3 separate regions of the Hordeum vulgare genome follow, and regions 1 and 3 are each linked to region 2. A link is a contact called in public Hi-C data. All regions are on one chromosome and are shown on one strand. Each heading gives the region's core, a stretch centred on a gene start, on an enhancer-like site or on the middle of the called end of the contact. The rest is flanking DNA. Distances are from core to core; before and after follow the strand shown. Region 1 holds the start of LOC123402457 (myb family transcription factor PHL11-like). Region 2 holds the start of LOC123404291 (polyamine transporter PUT1). Region 3 holds the start of LOC123406239 (cyclin-dependent kinase F-4-like).

The links. A called contact is a pair of places that touch in the nucleus more often than the background predicts.
Region 1: a Hi-C map of seedling shows a contact between it and region 2, with 3 times the contacts expected there. The contact joins the promoter of LOC123402457 here to the promoter of LOC123404291 in region 2. A contact is called at or near these places in 2 of 6 Hi-C or Micro-C datasets (leaf and seedling).
Region 3: a Hi-C map of seedling shows a contact between it and region 2, with 4 times the contacts expected there. The contact joins the promoter of LOC123406239 here to the promoter of LOC123404291 in region 2. A contact is called at or near these places in 1 of 6 Hi-C or Micro-C datasets (seedling) and 1 of 1 datasets of contacts at active chromatin or transcription factors (embryo).

Annotation. Positions count from the first base shown.
Region 1 is chr6H:458,412,722-458,415,421 of MorexV3_pseudomolecules_assembly, reverse strand. It overlaps LOC123402457 (myb family transcription factor PHL11-like), which reads right to left and starts at 1,383. Exons shown (of 6, transcript XM_045096383.1): 1 at 751-1,383; 2 at 108-184. The coding sequence starts at 892.
Region 2 is chr6H:458,685,336-458,688,035 of MorexV3_pseudomolecules_assembly, reverse strand. LOC123404291 (polyamine transporter PUT1) reads left to right here and starts at 1,438. Exons shown (of 2, transcript XM_045098217.1): 1 at 1,438-2,046; 2 at 2,700. The coding sequence starts at 1,933.
Region 3 is chr6H:459,051,477-459,054,199 of MorexV3_pseudomolecules_assembly, reverse strand. LOC123406239 (cyclin-dependent kinase F-4-like) reads right to left here and starts at 1,252. Exons shown (of 16, transcript XM_045099725.1): 1 at 996-1,252.

The DNA of each region.
Region 1 (2,700 bases), core at 134-2,633, 270 kb after region 2:
GAGAGTTAGGAATTAGCAATCAGTAGAAATAGCAACTATTTATGCATAACTAGTGTTCTCTAGGGAAATATATGTATAACTAGTTTGTAATGAAGTTGAGTAGAAACCTGAAGATGGCTCTTTAGGTGGTACAAGGTGAGCCCTTTCATGCCCATCAGTCTCAGCACCGACTTGGGCGTCGCCTCTGTCGACAGTAAAGTCAAATGGGAAACCAAGTCAAATCAGGAGCCTTGGTGACAACTACTAGCATATGCTGATGCACATGGATGGATCAGAACAGAAAACGATCAGAATTGGGACCACAGATCGAGTGATCAACTCCGTCTCAAGAAAAGAAGAAGATCGAGTGATCAACAGATGATCGTGATCATAACGCGCGGATCTTTTTGAAGACTCCGAGCATGCTACAATCATGTCAGAGTGTTGTGACCTCCGATGATCCTTCACTCTCTATAGTCTATACCATGCCGTACTTAATAAAAGTTAAAACCCCGAATTCCTGCGCGCACACATGCTTGCATGCATGCATGCTCGGCCCCTTTGGCCTTTACAGGCTACAGCGGCCGGGTGGGGGCGGGCAAATGCTCCGACAAGCCGCCGGGCATGAACATGAGCACGTGAGGTGGGCCATGAGAGCTGGAGCAGGCCGGCTTTGTGGCGGCGGCGGCGGCGGCGGCAAAGCACTTGCGCGCATGTATGCATGGGGTGGAGAAGCTGGGCAGGAGCGGAGGAGGTGGTAGTGGTACTCACTGTCGGGCCCGCCGAGCTTGGTGACGGCCTCGACGAAGCGCTCGTGCAGGTCGGGCGTCCAGCGCAGCCGGGGCTTGGGGTCCCGCGACAGCACCACCCCGGCGCCCACGCCGTACCCCGCCCGCTCCATCCCCTCGAACATGATGATCTCCAGCGAGCTCTCGCTTCCGTCCGGTGACGCGCGCTCCTCGCCTCCTAGTTAGCGAAGCAAGCTAGCTAGCTAGCTTCCTCTCGTTGCCGATCAAGTGGCGGCGTGTCTCCCGACGCAGCAATGGGGTGCGTGCCGCAGCTAGCTCTGGCTAGAGCGCGAGCGCGAGCGCGCGGCCGGCCGGCTGGCGGGCACGGTGCGGCGCGAATCTGGTGCCGTGTGGAGTTGGCGTGGGAATTCGGCCAAGCCCGAGGAGGATTCGTGATGGGAATGCGTGCTGCTAGCTATCTATATGGCTGGACGTGGGCGTAGATAGAGACGCGGGGAGGAGGTGCGGTGCGGCGATGTATGGACAGGTGGGAGGGGAGAGGGATGGGCGCCGAGGCGGGCGGGCGAGAGAGCATGAACCGAACCGGAGGCCGGGCATCGCATCGCATGCCGCAGCATCGTGTGCTCGGTCGATCATGCGTGCGGTGCGGGCGCGGCGCTTGGAATCTCGGGGAGCCTTGCGCCGGGGTGCAAGACAAAACAAAGAGCTGGACAAAGGGCCGACCGAGCGCCAACCGGGCCGCTCCGCGTGGAGGGCCGCGCGCCGGCGGCGCGCGTACGGCCGGCCGATCGGGCCCGGGAAGGGCGCGCGCGGCCCCGACACGAGCGGTCGCGCCATGTGTGCATGTGCATGTGCGCCGCTGCCGCCGGGTCCCGTCCCGGTCGCGCTACTGCGTACGTACGTACGTAGCTGGCGAGGCTGGCTGTCGTTCCGACCGATCATGACGCGGCTTTGTTGTTTTTTGGCTAAAGACGATCATTGCTCACTTGCTAGATTTTGGGTGAAGGTCGCTGGTGATTGGGTGTCGCCTCGCCGGTCAGTGATCACGACAACACACATCGGTCGCTCCATCGGTTCACCGCCGAGACCAAGGAAGACGGATGGATCAAATTACCGCATATCCTAAACACAAACTGGGTCGCCCGACGGTCGATCTTGTTTTGCTCTCCTCGGTCGAGGAAATTAACAGCCCTTGTTTGTCAAGTAGCTAGCGCACGTCAGACGGTACGGTATTGGAATTCATATGGTTTTCATCTATGAAATGTCTCGTCGGAGAGCCAGCTGCGAACAGCGCCTCCAGGGAATATTCCGGCGGCGGCGAGTAGACAGGCGGTGGAGGAGCGGGGGGCGAGAGAGACGCGGGGAGATGTCGTCGATGATGTCGCCTGGGCCCTCGCTCTGAGGAAAAATATTTGCGCCAACTCGGTTCAGACCGCCGCCCCACACTCGCTTTGCTTTTGCGCTTGTTCTTTTCTGGCTCCGTTTCCGTCCGGCCTCGACAGCGAAGAGATGAGGTACGTCGACGTATGAACCGGACGGTACTACGTGACACAACAGTGTGTATGTGTGCGTGTCAAAAAAGCAACCAATCTTCAATGCGGGCACGACGCGACATTGTTATTCTCTACCAAAGCAACAATGAATAATGCAAAGTGATTATATTGATTGTCCGCTTCTTTTTTTGAATGAGGTTTCTTGGGTAATGCGGACATAGCCTTACGATTCTTCATAAGTTTGTTGAGCTGTGATTCAAATGAGACTTAATGCAAAACACCCGGTGTAGGAACCGGTCCTCCATAGACCAGGGGAGGTGGTGGTGCCATCCCCTTCGTCAGGGATGACGGTCAGGTGGTGGGTCCTTGTGGCGTTGCTGGTGGCGGCGGATCTTGGGATCCCGCTCCCGGGGACGTCGCAGGATGTGGTGGTCCGTGCAGGAGAGATGGGTTCTTCAAACAGATCTGGGTAAAAGCTT
Region 2 (2,700 bases), core at 189-2,688:
GATCTGTCATCGGTGGTACCTGATCCCTCGACTCTATTAAATTGTTTTATAGGAGTAGCAGGGAGAATAAACGGGATATCAAACCTTGAAATCGTCAAATCCTTTGATGTTTCGGTCAATCCTCACGATGTCCTCGTTCCACTAGACATCACTATCAATGGCAAGGTGCTCTTGAAGGCGCCTCCGTGCTAAAATTTGGTTAGGACATTCCTTCGAGCGTTTAGTCCGATTGAACTTGGATGATCCAGCACGATGGGCTCCCTGGTAGGCCGGCTATGTCAATCCAGGAATCAATTAGGAGATTTAGGGAGGAAGGAGCGAGGCTGGCGTGGTCCGATAGATGAGCGATCAAGCAAGATACACGTTACCTCCGCCGTCTGGCAACCACACATCCGGTCAGTCCTCCATGCCATCGCCACCACATTTCCTCTTCACGCCCGTCCCTAACGACTCCATGGAGACTGGATGTGGCTGCCCAACTAAGCGATTGTCTGGATAAGAGAGTATGGTGCCACTGCTACGGGATCAAGAAAAGTAGAGCAGCGGGCGACGGGCGGCAGCACATCGACCACACCTAGATCGTGAGGGAGGAGGAGGAAGGAAGGGTTTGCTTTTTCTTTTCTATGGAGCGATCGGCCTAATTGGGCTTTCTGCGGTATGGGGCCTAAATGCACCACACGGCTCCAAAATTTCCACCAGAGTAGCTGCCCTTTAGGACAGAGGCCCAGATCACGAACTGAGTGTAAATGGACGGCTATAAACGACCCAAACGATGACCTGATAACTGAAATCTCTAATGGCCTGAGAGGGCAGCGATTAGGCTCAGTTTTACTGTCCTAAATGCTAAAACATAAATGGGCCAGCCGCTTCGTACCGCTGACACTGGGCCCCACGAGTCACGATACAACGACAGCCATGATTTGAGCTGTAAAGACAATTTTTTTTCCGTATTTGAAAATATTTGGCATCAAATTACACATCCTAAACAACTTCATGTACCATCAGTGCATTTACCTTTTATTTATTCAACACATTTCCGCAGGAACTTAAAAGTAGGGGTGGGCACTATAAAACCGAAAACCGAAAAACCAAACCGAACCGAACTGTATTAACCGATTTGTTGGTTTATTTGGTGGTTTGTTTTTTGGTCCGGTGGGAAATTTTAAGGTTGTTCGATGTTTTGTTTTTGTTCGGTTTTTGGTGCCTAGAAACTGAATAGACCGAACAAACCAATATGTGGGATACCCCATGTAATACCTTGTTTTCGTAAGTGCAACAGTATGAAGACATCACACATTTCTTCGCACATAATATATTTCACATTCCATGTGCTTTTTCTACTTAATTATGGTTACTAGTCTGCTTGACCGAATGAATTATAGAATGATATTAAGGTTTCTAGAACTTATGATTATCTTTTTGCATATTATACAATCCAAATGAGTTCTCTCGAGTCATTACACTTATATTGACAAGTGCATGAATTTTGGTTTTTCGGTTAACCGAACAAACCGAACTGATATATTATGATTAATATGGTTCGGTTTTTAAATTTTAAATGATTATTTCAATTTCTATTTCTTCGAAACCAAAATTACATAGAACTGAATAAACCGAACCGTATTAATCATATAAACCGAACGCCCAGCCCTACTTAAAAGACAATAGTCCAAACAAATCTGGTCCTTTTCTCCAGAAAAGGAATAAAACCCAATCCAGTTGTCCCTTGCTGTACGGGCTGCATTTCCATTACCAGCATACAAGCTTGCGCTTAATCTGGGGACGGACTGGAAGGATCCTTCACTCAATCAAAGCCACCTCTTCGCCAAGCTCTCCGCGGCATCAATACATTCCACGTCGCTCTCCAGGAACAATAATTGGGACTCGAGAGGAACCCGTAGCCAGACGGGGAGGCGCAGGAATCGCGAATCGATGGGCAGCGTCGAGAGGTCGGAGGTGGCGCTATCCAGCCTTCCGCCGCCGCAGCCACCGCCGCCGCCGGTGGCGGCGCCCGCAGGAGCAGGCTCTGCGGACGCAGGGCAAGAGGTGAGCTCCCCCAACCTCCTCTCCACCTCATCCTGCATCTTGTCGTTGTCGTAGCGGTGGCGCGTCGATTTGGCTGCCCCGCCATCGCGCGGCGCACGCAAGCGGAGATTCGATTCTGCGTGCGAGAGCAGGGAATTTTTTCTCGAGCGGAGGAACCTTGGAGCAGACGTGGAGCCCACTGCAATCGGCCACGACGGCCCATTCAGCTCCAGCCCTGAACAGCTCCAGCCCCTGGTGGGTTGCAATTGGCAAGCCCACTGAAATCCTATCCAGCCTTGTAGAGCTGTAGTATACGTGTTAACGTGTATAGGCGGAGCTAGCGACGTGGCGGTACGTTCGGCGACAGATGTTACCGAATGCCGATGAGCCGGACAGGGACAGCGCTCGCCGCCGTCTGCGTAGGCGAGCGGCAAAATGTCCAACTCCACCGAAGCTGCACAGTGCACAGCAATCAGTTCAGATATCGTAGCTCCATCACAGCATTTGAATTGATACGGCGTCCATCCTTCTTTCTCTTTTGCGAATGAGCATTTGATTTGATACTGCATCTGCATTTGCTATCCTGTCAGTTGATCGCTTGTTGCCACAACTCAACACTTCTCATGCTCTAATGCTGTCGTCTGAAGAAGTTTACGTCTTCTTTTCTCCAGCAGA
Region 3 (2,723 bases), core at 3-2,502, 370 kb before region 2:
ATTCCAAAACTTTTTGTACTCAATGACATTGCATAGTGTATGCCAAAGGAACTAAAATCATTTCCATGAAGCATGAACATTGGTGCACCACAGAACCATTTGGATCATATATAATGCAGACGACTGACGACCTCAATTAGAAAACAACACAAATTTAGCAACATTTCCAAATCTTGTTTTTGCTAGAACCAACATGAATGCGCATAACGAAACCTAGTTCTCAGGGAAATATCAGAATTAGATATAGCACTCTTTTACCTAATCGCATAATACCAGGCATACATTAATACCAGGGTAGAAGTGTATAACATTGGTGGAGCTGGACATTGCAAACCATATCGATATCAATGATGCTATTCATCAATCACAATAACGACCCGGCATCTCAATTGGCATGGTGATCAAGCTATACCGGTGCTTGAAACATCGAAATTCGAAAATAATGTTGCTATCTCATATTACTGGCTCAAACGGTTTTATGTAGCAAAATCCACACATATATGTAGAAACATCCCCCAACTGAAAATATCGCCTGAGGTTGGGATTGATGGGGAAACGCCAACATTGCTACCGTGTTTTTTTCTGAGTTTCTTCTCTGTCAAACTTGTGCATTGCAACCTTAATACAATTTACATTGCAGGCACAAAAACAATCACATAGACTGTTTTTCTCATCTATAGGAAGAAAAAAGACGCCTTTTAACGGGAAAAAGGGGACCTTTCCGCGCAAAAAACTAAATCAGCCAACAAAAGGAAAGAAGAAAAATCCGAACAGAAAAGCACCGCAACATAATCCTGAAAACAAGCTAACGCAGCACCGCGAGGCACAAACCTAGACATGGATTCGCATTGGATGGAACGCCCGCTGGCCGCTCAGATCCGGCGCCTGGGACACAGATCCGGGGCAAACCGCTGGGAGCAAGCAAAGCGAGGAGGGAGAGGGACGGAGCGCGACGCGAGAAAGGCGGAGGCAATGGAGCGGAATCGATGCCATACCTTACCAGGCGGGCAAAGGAGCATAGGGTGGTGGTGGTGGTGGTGGTGGCTCCCCACGTGCCGCGTGTCGGCGCGGCCCACCTCAGCCCAGCCCCGAGCGGCGCGGCGCAAAGGAGGAGGCCTGTGGGGCGCGGCGCCGGTGATTGTGTCGCCGTGGCGGCGGCGGCGGCGGCGTGGAACGGCGCGGGCGGAGGCGGGGGGGAGAAGAAAGAAGGGAGAGAAATGAGCCGCGGCCTGCCTCCCACCGCACCCTCCCCTGGCTTTCTACCCGCGACGCGCCCCGTTACTTTTTATAACCGTGGCCAACGTCCATCCCCGGCAGGGCACCGCGTCGCCTCTCGCGCTCCGCCGGCCTCCACCCCCTTTTTTTTAACCTCTCTCTCTCTGGTCGGCTGACCAAGCCCCTTTTCGTTTGGGTTTGTTTGCCCCAGCGGAGGGGAAGCGAGGCAGAGTATTCCTGTCTTTTCACCCGCCCCCTACCAGCCCCGCCCTCGGATTGATTGCCATTGACGCTTTGGGGTGGGCGAGGTGAGGTGAGGTGATGGGGAGTTCGTAACCGTGTGGACTTCTCGTCACGTCCCCCGCCCGACGTTGATCGCCGGTGGTGGTTACCGAATGCGGTGCAACGGCGACGGATGCCCCTGCCTCCACAATTCCACATGTCCATCCAACGTTCCAAGCTGCGTTGCCACTAGCTGTTCTTCACTGTAACGGATCCCGGAGGACCCAACCTTGCCCACCAGTCGCCACCACCGTGCAAAAAAGGTTACAACTAAAGGTGATCCGGCCATTCGGGTAATCACGAGCAACAGCGCACGGGGCCAGGCCATCGGCCATCGGCCATCCATCAGCGCTGTCTCTACATTCCGTGCCATTGACAGCATCATGGGGGGCTGGTCCCCAGCCTCGCTCGCTCTAACTCTACCCACCACGGCGCCGAGTGGTGCGCGTGTTTATGGCGTTTGGATTGGACCGGACGCAAGCTAGCGACTCCATTCTCTCCGGTTGGTGGCCGGTCACATGGGCATGATGCTGATCGGCGTGGTGTGATCCCAATCTGTTTTATTCAGGAGCAGGGCGGGCACGGTGTGTTTGCTTATAGAATGGCTCTTCTGCTCCGGAGCAGTGGTATTTGATCATTGGGTTGGTTCTCGGCGTTTTTGTGTTTTGTTCTCTTATGGAACTGGTACAATGATTCATGTCTTCGATTATTATTGGAGCGCCCGAAGTGGTGAAGTGACAAAAATGTTTGTTGAAAGATTGCGGTCTCTTCTCTTGTGACTTGTGAGGGGAGAAGTTTTTGGCCCACATTTCGTTGGGGCGGACCTGAATAATTTGGGTGTCGACTAGACCGGATCTTGTAAACCGTGTGAACTCATTTGGTGAAACTTGGTCAGTGTGGTAATTTTCAAGTTTTGTAGAAGTTGTAGGAACAAAAATTGATGCACATATTAAGTGACTACAAACTTGTGTGTGACAAAAAAAATGGAAAACAAAATAAAATAGCTAGTTTTTTTTTACAGAAAGGCCTTCGGGGTAGCTTTATTAACATCAAACCAGTAAGCTTGCATGTGCAAGTGCATATCTCTGAGTAATATTACAAAGATATGTTAGAATTGCTTCCTTAGCTGGCAACCATCATAATGAGAATAACAAGTCATTATCTTGGGATTTTTCGCTTAGTAGAATGTAAAATCATGAAACAATGAATATTGATCGTGCAAATTG